Regions from separate parts of the Neogale vison genome. Here region 2 is linked to region 1. The links are chromatin contacts, called in public Hi-C maps. All regions are on one chromosome and are shown on one strand. Each heading gives the region's core, a stretch centred on a gene start, on an enhancer-like site or on the middle of the called end of the contact. The rest is flanking DNA. Distances are from core to core; before and after follow the strand shown.

Region 1 (3,949 bases), core at 1,217-3,716:
TTGTTTTATCCATGATTTTCTTTCTTAATGATCATTTTTAAACCTGCAGCTAAAAATCATCTTCTAAGCTATATAAGTGGGGCATTGAGAGCTCAACTTTTTTTTTTTTTTTTTTTTTTTTACAGAGATGAATATTGCCTGATAGGGGAACACCAACCTCTATTTCACCTAACAACTGGAGTAGAAAATACTTTGAGCATCTTCTTCACATTACTATGCATTTGGTCTCATTTCTTTATTTTTTTAAAGGTTTTATTTATTTATTTGACAGACAAGATCACAAGTAGGCAGAGAGGCAAGCAGCGAGAGAGAGGGGAGCACGCTCGCTGCTGAGCAGAGAGCCCAATTTGGGGCTCGATCCAGGACCCTGGGATCATGACCTCAGCGGAAGGCAAAGGCTTAACCCACTGAGCCACCCAGGCTTCCCATTTGGTCTCATTTCTACATGGAGTTTTCAAAAGCGTAAATACTACAACTGCTTTGGCCCCATGATTAATATGTTAGGATAGAAATTAGATAAACTGTCACGGGGTGCCGAGGTAAATTTCTCTGCATTTCAGTTCCTTTTGGGGAAAATAGGAATGATACCTATCTTACAAGAGGAGTTCTGAGAATGAACAATGTATTGCAAAAAGTGTTGGGAGTCCTTCCAAAAACTTACACTACTTCCAAGAGACATAGTCACCCTTAAGCAGCTATCTATGTGTTTGTGGACAAGCAATACCATTTTTAAGCAGGAAAAAAACCTTTAAATGACATTGATTGAATCTTATGATCAGAGCAGGTAGACCACAGCAAAGTTAACTGATCTCCCCAATTAATATGCAGTTAATTAGAGGTGGAGTCGGAAGGGAGATGATCTACGTATAGCCACTGCTCTATCCTGCTTCCATAAGGGTTTTTGTATATCATGTGCCTGCAGAGACAATGGAGTCTGTCCTTGGAAAGCTTTCATTATAAACATGTGATCATTATGACCCTGAAGGTTTTAGGTCTTGATTTTAGGGTTTTCCCCTATTTTTTTCTCACTCCCCCTGACCCAGGTTCCCTACATTCAGATAGAGGATTGGAGAAAGAAGAGATGAGCAAACGGCTGGTTAGTACACAGCCAGTTAAGTTAAAGATGAATGCAACACAATCACCAGAACTTTCTGCATAACTATAGAGGCTCCTGGGGCTCATCCCTAAAAACTCTGACCCAATTGCTTTATTTTGCCTGAACCGGTTCTAGAAGTAGACAAATTCAATTAGAGGCTTGCAGGTTAGGAGAAGGGGGTGGAGTGGGAACATAAGTTCTATTTCTGCAGGTGAAACCAGAAGATGGGGAGCCTGGATATGTCCAACTGCTGCCCTCCCCAGGGCAGGAGAGCAAGGAGCTAGCAAAGGGGGTAATCTAGTAATCTCTTGTAGCAGGCTTAGCAACTACTTTCTTAGCCATCCTTAAGTCCCAATCTTGGGTAAGGCACTGCTCACCCTATTCTTCAGCCTCTTCCAAATGCTTCTGGAAAGTCACCCAGCTGGGCACCCAGAAGTAAGCTGAGGATCCATTCTTTGCAGCAGCACAGTGCAAATCAGGGACCATGACCTCGATAATTCTTTTGTTCATCCAGGGTAGCTAGCTACAACTTCTACTACAAAGATCAACACTTTGCTTTACTTGGAAAAAATTATGGTCATGTTCAGCATTTTGCCTGAATACAGGGCAGAGTGTTTGCCCCTCCTCCAGCCACCAGGACTGTCAATCCCGAGGAAATGATTGAGGGTTCTCCAACCACTGGTCTCTTAATGCCAAAGCATTCACATTCACAACTTCTACGGGGGGGGGGGGGGTTTGCTGGGGAGGGCTAAGTGTCCCTGCGCTGCAGAGAGCCTGGTATTGGTAGGAAGGCAGAGGCAGCCTGCGACCTTCTAACCCGCCAGTGCGTCCTTTCCCGCAGCGAGAAGTGTGGGGAAGCAAATCCCGACGTCCAGCCATCATTTCCACTCGAGTTTTCGAAAAGATCAAGAATCGGAAAGGACCGGCGGGTCGGCAAACCCCACGGAGGAACTGCACAACAGGTCTGCGTTCACTGGGATCTCAGCAGTCCACGACCCCAAATCGAATCGATCGTGGGAAACCCCAGGGAAAGAAGGCTTCTTGCAGAGGGACGGGATTACTGAGTGCAAGCAGCAGGGAAGTACCGGGGTAGGGGACCTTAGTCGGGAGGACTTTCCAGCCACTCAGCGTTCATCAAAAAAGTTCCCTGTACATGACCCCAGTGGCTCATCGCGGGGAGTTTCTCTGATGAACCCGAGTCAGGGTTTAGGCTTCTCCCCCCGCCCCCACCCCCGTCTCCCTCCCGAGCAGAGGACGAGGCCAGTTCTCTTTTCTGGTCTGACTGGCTTGGAAATTCCCCGCGCCTGACCCCGCCCCGGAGAAATCCCCTGCCAGCGTTTATAGGGCGCCGCGGCGGCGCTGGCGAGCCCACAAGAGTCGCAGCCAGCGGTCCTCCCCTCCGTGACACTTAGAGGCAGCGAGCGCGCAGCCCGCGGCCGAGCGCACCTGGGCAGCAGCGCCACAGCTTCCCCCGCGCCATGTTTCAGGCCGCCGAGCACAACCAGGACTGGGCCATGGAGGGTCCCCGGGACGCGCTCAAGAAGGAGCGCCTGCTGGACGACCGCCACGACAGCGGCCTGGACTCCATGAAGGACGAGGAGTACGAACAGTTGGTGAAGGAACTGAAGGAGATCCGCCTCGAGCCGCAGGAGGCGCCGCGCGGCGCCGAGCCCTGGAAGCAGCAGCTCACCGAGGACGGAGACTCGTAAGTGCCGCGGGGCCGGGTGGGGACGCCGGGCCTGCAGCGCGAGGCGCGCGAGGCGGCCGCAGACCGGGATTTATGCTCCGCCGCCCGCCATCTCCCGGAGGCCGTGCAAAGCGGAGGGATGCGCGTAGGGGCCGGGGGATGGGAAATGAGGGTCGGATCCCGGGGCTGCCGTGCAGCAGCTCTGCCTTGCAGACGCGCATGCCTTCCCCTCCCCCCCTCCACCCCGGGCCCGGGCCGGGTCTTCTCGGCGCTCGGCGGGGGCGGGGCGGCGGCGGGGACGCGAAGTCCCCTCTTGCATAAGGGAGAGTCGGGGGGCGGGGGGAGGGTAGGCTGGAGTTTCTGCCCCGCTGGCGGGCGCCTCGCGGCCGGGAGGGGAAGTACAGGGCGTTCCGGCCCGGCGGGAGGGCGGGGCGGTCTGACCGGCGCCCGCCGAGAAGGGTGGTGGTGGGGGGGGCGCCCGGAAAGTCCCTGGGCGCCTGCCAGGAACACTCAGCTCATAATAACCTCGCGGAAAACACCGCGGCCTCGGCCTCCAGAAACCCCGGCCTTGCGCAATCCCCCGCAGCCCGCGCCTCCCTGGGCCCCACGCAATGCACTCACCAGCCCTGGGGGTTTTTCCCTCTGTTCCCCTTAGGTTCCTGCACTTGGCCATCATCCATGAAGAGAAGGCACTGACCATGGAAGTGATCCGCCAAGTGAAGGGCGACCTGGCCTTTCTCAACTTCCAGAACAACCTGCAGCAGGTGCGCCGGCCTGCCCAGCCCCGTGCCTCTGACCTAGTAATAAAGCTGGATCTAGCACAGCTGCTCCCAACCTTTCGTCGATTAACAATCACGGGTCATTATCTTCCCTGACCTTTTATGCAAGGTCCTAGAGAGGAAAGAAAATTCCATTGATTTGGTGAGGCCTTTGTGAAAGCCCACCTGGAGCCTCTGGGATTTGTATTGCCCCTCAGACCTGTTTGGGAAGAGCAACAGTCAAAGACCAGGAGATCTCTGGGGTTCAAGGGAGGACAAGACTCTGAGTTTGGGCCATGGCTTACCCTCTTTCTGTTCCCTCTTCTGTTTGTAGACTCCACTCCACTTGGCTGTGATCACCAACCAACCAGAAATTGCTGAGGCACTTCTGGGAGCTGGCTGTGATCC
Region 2 (3,851 bases), core at 1-2,500, 250 kb after region 1:
AGCAGATTCACTGCTTTAGTATTTTGTGCAGACACTGTTTTAAGAGAAAACCACTTCTGTTGCTCCCGGATGCCATAACGGTCTTTGAGAAAGAGAGAGAGGAAAGAGTGCCCCAGGCTTAGGCCAAGGTATGGATTGCTCTTCCAAAGCTTGGGAAAGCTTCGAATACCCGTGAAACACAAAGTCATCGTGCAGTGAGATCAGCACTAGACAGGATGGTGTTCACAAAACCCCTACTTCTACAGCATAATTAAGGAACTGGGAGTGGGGGCGGAGAATCGAAGCACCACTTCTTAAAAGATGATTTTCAGTTTCTCACAGACAAATCAGGGGTCTGCTTTTGGGGCTACCTAACGCAACGAAGTCTGCTGAGTTCTTGCCGTTAAACAACCATCCGGGGACATCCGACATCGGTCGCCAAGTTCTAAAACCTGGGGACAGGGTAGGAATCCTCCGGTGTCTGATATATTCCACACGGTGAACCTGAGGAAAAAGCACAAGGAGGCCCGTCCAGTTTGATTCGCGTGGAACACAACAGCCCTTGAAAAAGAGGCATGATCCCAGGGGAGCCTTGCTGAACGAGGGACGCCCCAACCCCAGACCTGGGAGCAGCATGGACGGCGGCGAAAGCCAAAATCTAGCGGCCCTGGGCCGGCATAACAACCCTCCCAGGCCGCCAAACACGTCAGGTGATGATATGAGGGCGGGGGCGTTGGGGAGAGAGCCGAACTGACAATTCAAGTAAGGAAGTGGGATTCACGAAGGGCACTGCCGGCCGTGTACAGACCGCTTAGAAACTAAGTTCCCTCCATTCAACAACTCACCTCAGCACTCACGCTTAAGGCAACCATAAACACGACGGAACTACCGCATCCACAATGCACCGCAAGGGCCCAGGCCCCGGGGCGTGGCCGAACCCCAAGCAGGCGTTCCGCCGGGCCGGAAGGCGATAGAAACACAATTGTGAAGCTGTTAGTGGCAGAAGGGGCTGTTGAGGACGTCTACTACGTTCAGGGAAACTTTAGGGCCTCTAGATATCTGCAGTGAGCGATGAAAAGAAATTGTGAAGCAAAAAAGCTCTTCCTCAGGCCGGAAGCGCCGTAGGACTCTGGAATCACGTGGTACACAGGCGCCAAAGTCCCAAGTTAAAGAAATAAATACGTGGGCTTCTTTATCCTGCACCTTTAAAATTGGACTTCGGGAAGCTGGGCTCTGCCTAACAGATCACTTTTCGGTCTGTTTCAGGTCGGCGTTCCCCGCTGTTAACTTGATCGCCGTATTCTACGCAGTAGCTATAATGGGTTTCTGCCTGGTTAGCCCACTTCCGCCCGTGTCCAAGATGGCGCTCGAGCGATCCTGACCTTTACGGGGTTGGGCGGTGATTGCAGTCTGAGCTAGTAGGGGGTGGAGCGGTTAGTGAACTGCAAATGCAGGAGCTGCTGCGCGGGAGTCAGCGATGGACTGGAAAGAAATTCTTCGCCGGCGGTTAGCGTCGCCCAGCACAGGTACCTACAGTGAGTTTGGGAGGGGCTGCTTCCAGAGTTAGGTCGGCCCTAAACTCCAGCAGGTAGGGGGGAGGTCGGGGAGGAGCAGCCTCTGGGAGCCTCGCTTTACGCTTCTATAAAAGCTCTCTTGACAAAGGCGGATGGGACGTGATTTAGGGGTACTGAGAGGTTTGACCCGCACTTCCCGGGAAAAGGTTTGCGGGAATGAAGAATTATCTTAGCACTCAGTTACGTGGCCTTGACTGAGGCTTTTGAGGGATAATTGAGGACCCCGGTTCCAACCGTTCTTCGATCCTACTACAACCTATAACCCACTGATTGATCTTAATGCCTTTTTACTAACACTTTTCACTTCCCTTCTTATACATTTTAGATTTTATAATCAATTTTTCTTTATTCTTTTCTCCCCTCCTTCACATTTGCTTGTTAACCAGCCTGGCTGAAGCTCTTATTCCACATGTACCCCCGGGGCAGCCGAAAGTGGCTGGAGAAAAACGGAACCGTGGTCAATTGTCTCACTTTGAATTCATGTCCTCTAACCTAAAGCAAGTGTCTCGGTTATTCATTTGCACGTATTCCGCGTTTCCCTCCGTATTCATTCTCCTACACTCTAAGGCAGTTTTCATCTTCCAGACCTCTAGTATCTTTAGTTGATGAGCTTGTGTATATATTTGAGAAAGTCAGTGCAAAGAAAAAAAACCCACTTTTCCCCACTTACCGTTTCTATCAGGCCTTTCCCCACGCTAGATCCTTTTTCCCCACCCTAGATACTTTGCCTTTACTGTTCAAAATGAACTGTCCATATTCGTATTTGAGACAATTCCTCCACTCCAACAGCAGATCGTGTTCCCTTTCTTTTATTCACTGACTTCACTCTGTTCTTACTTTCTCTCTCATATATCATCAAGTTTTTCTTCTCCACTAGATCATTTCCATCAGCTTTGACAAACATGCTGTAATATACTCCATGTAAGAAATATCATTTCAGGGGCGCCTGGGTGGCTCAGTGGGTTAAAGCCTCTGCCTTCGACTCAGGTCATGATCCCAGGGTCCTGGGATCAAGCCCCTCATCAGGCTCTCTGCTCAGCAGGGAGCCAGCTTTTCCCTCCCCTCCCTGCCCCCTGCCTCTCTGCCTACTTGTGATCTCTGTCAAATAAATAAAATCTTACAAAAAAAAAAAGTCACTTGTACTTTCTCCTCTCCTTTTTTTTTTTTTTTTGGCTGTCAATAAAAGGTATTTTTATTGAAGTAAATTTGCTTTATTTTTTTAAAAATTTTTTGTTTAAATTCAATTATTTAACAGATAATATATTACTGGTTTCAGAGGCACAGGTTTGTGATTCATCAGTCTTATATAATACCCAGTGTTCATTAAATCCCATGCCTTCCTTAGTGTATATCACCCAGTTACCCCTCCCTCTATCCTCCCTTCCCTCTAGCAACCCTGTTTGTTTCCTATAATTAAAGTCTCTTGGGCGCCTGGGTGGCTCAGTGGATTAAGCCGCTGCCTTCAGCTCAGGTCATGATCTCAGGGTCCTGGGATCGAGTCCCGCATTGGGCTCTCTGCTCAGCAGGGAGCCTGCTTCCTCCTCTCTCTCTCTGCCTGCCTCTCTGCCTACTTGTGATCTCTCTCTCTATCAAATAAATAAATAAATAATATTTTTTTAAAAAAATTTTTAAAAAAGTCTCTTATGTTTTTCTCCCTCTCTGATTTCATCTTGTTTCCTTTTTCCTCTCTTCCCCTATGATCCTCTGTTTTGTTTCTTAAATTCTGCATATGAGTGAAATATAATTGTCTTTCTCTGATGACTTATTTCGCTCAGGCATAATACCCTCTAATTCCATCCACATCATTGCAAATGGCAAGATTGCATTTTTGATGGCTGTGTAATAATCCATGATATATATACCATATCTTCTTTATCCATTCATCTGTCAGTGGACATCTGAGCTCTTTCTCTAGTTTAGTTATTGTGAACATTGCTGCTATAAACACTGGGATGCATGTGTCCCTTAAGATCACTACATTTGTATCTTTGGGGTAAATACCCACTTCATTGCATCTTCATTATGTACCAAGTACTATTCTAGGCTATAGCAGTAAACAAAACAGACAAAAGTCTTTGTCCTTGTGGTACTTAGGCTTTAGTGTTGGGAGAGATGATAAATAATAAGCAAATCATTTTGGTTGTACAACTTGTATTTAAGGCTGTTTTCTTCATCGGTGTGCCAGATCCCATTTTTGGTACTCAGAGTTGTATTTCTGCAGTTGTCCCCTCTCTCCTGCATTAGTTTTTCTTTCTCAGTCATTACTATCATTGTATGAACATGGTGGTGTTTCTCTCA

The links. Hi-C and Micro-C count contacts between places; a contact is called where the count stands out from the background.
Region 2: a contact with region 1 is called in a Hi-C map of muscle, with 4 times the contacts expected there. The contact joins the promoter of PPP2R3C here to the promoter of NFKBIA in region 1. A contact is called at or near these places in 2 of 3 Hi-C or Micro-C datasets (muscle and tongue).

The regions. Positions count from the first base shown.
Region 1 is chr13:62,274,507-62,278,455 of ASM_NN_V1, forward strand. NFKBIA (NF-kappa-B inhibitor alpha) reads left to right here and starts at 2,467. Exons shown (of 6, transcript XM_044230766.1): 1 at 2,467-2,801; 2 at 3,439-3,547; 3 at 3,876-3,949. The coding sequence starts at 2,575.
Region 2 is chr13:62,530,126-62,533,976 of ASM_NN_V1, forward strand. It overlaps PPP2R3C (serine/threonine-protein phosphatase 2A regulatory subunit B'' subunit gamma), which reads left to right and starts at 1,251. Exons shown (of 13, transcript XM_044231434.1): 1 at 1,251-1,505. The coding sequence starts at 1,457. It overlaps LOC122894081 (mitochondrial ribonuclease P catalytic subunit), which reads right to left and starts at 1,018. Exons shown (of 8, transcript XM_044231430.1): 1 at 825-1,018; 2 at 1-483. The coding sequence starts at 188.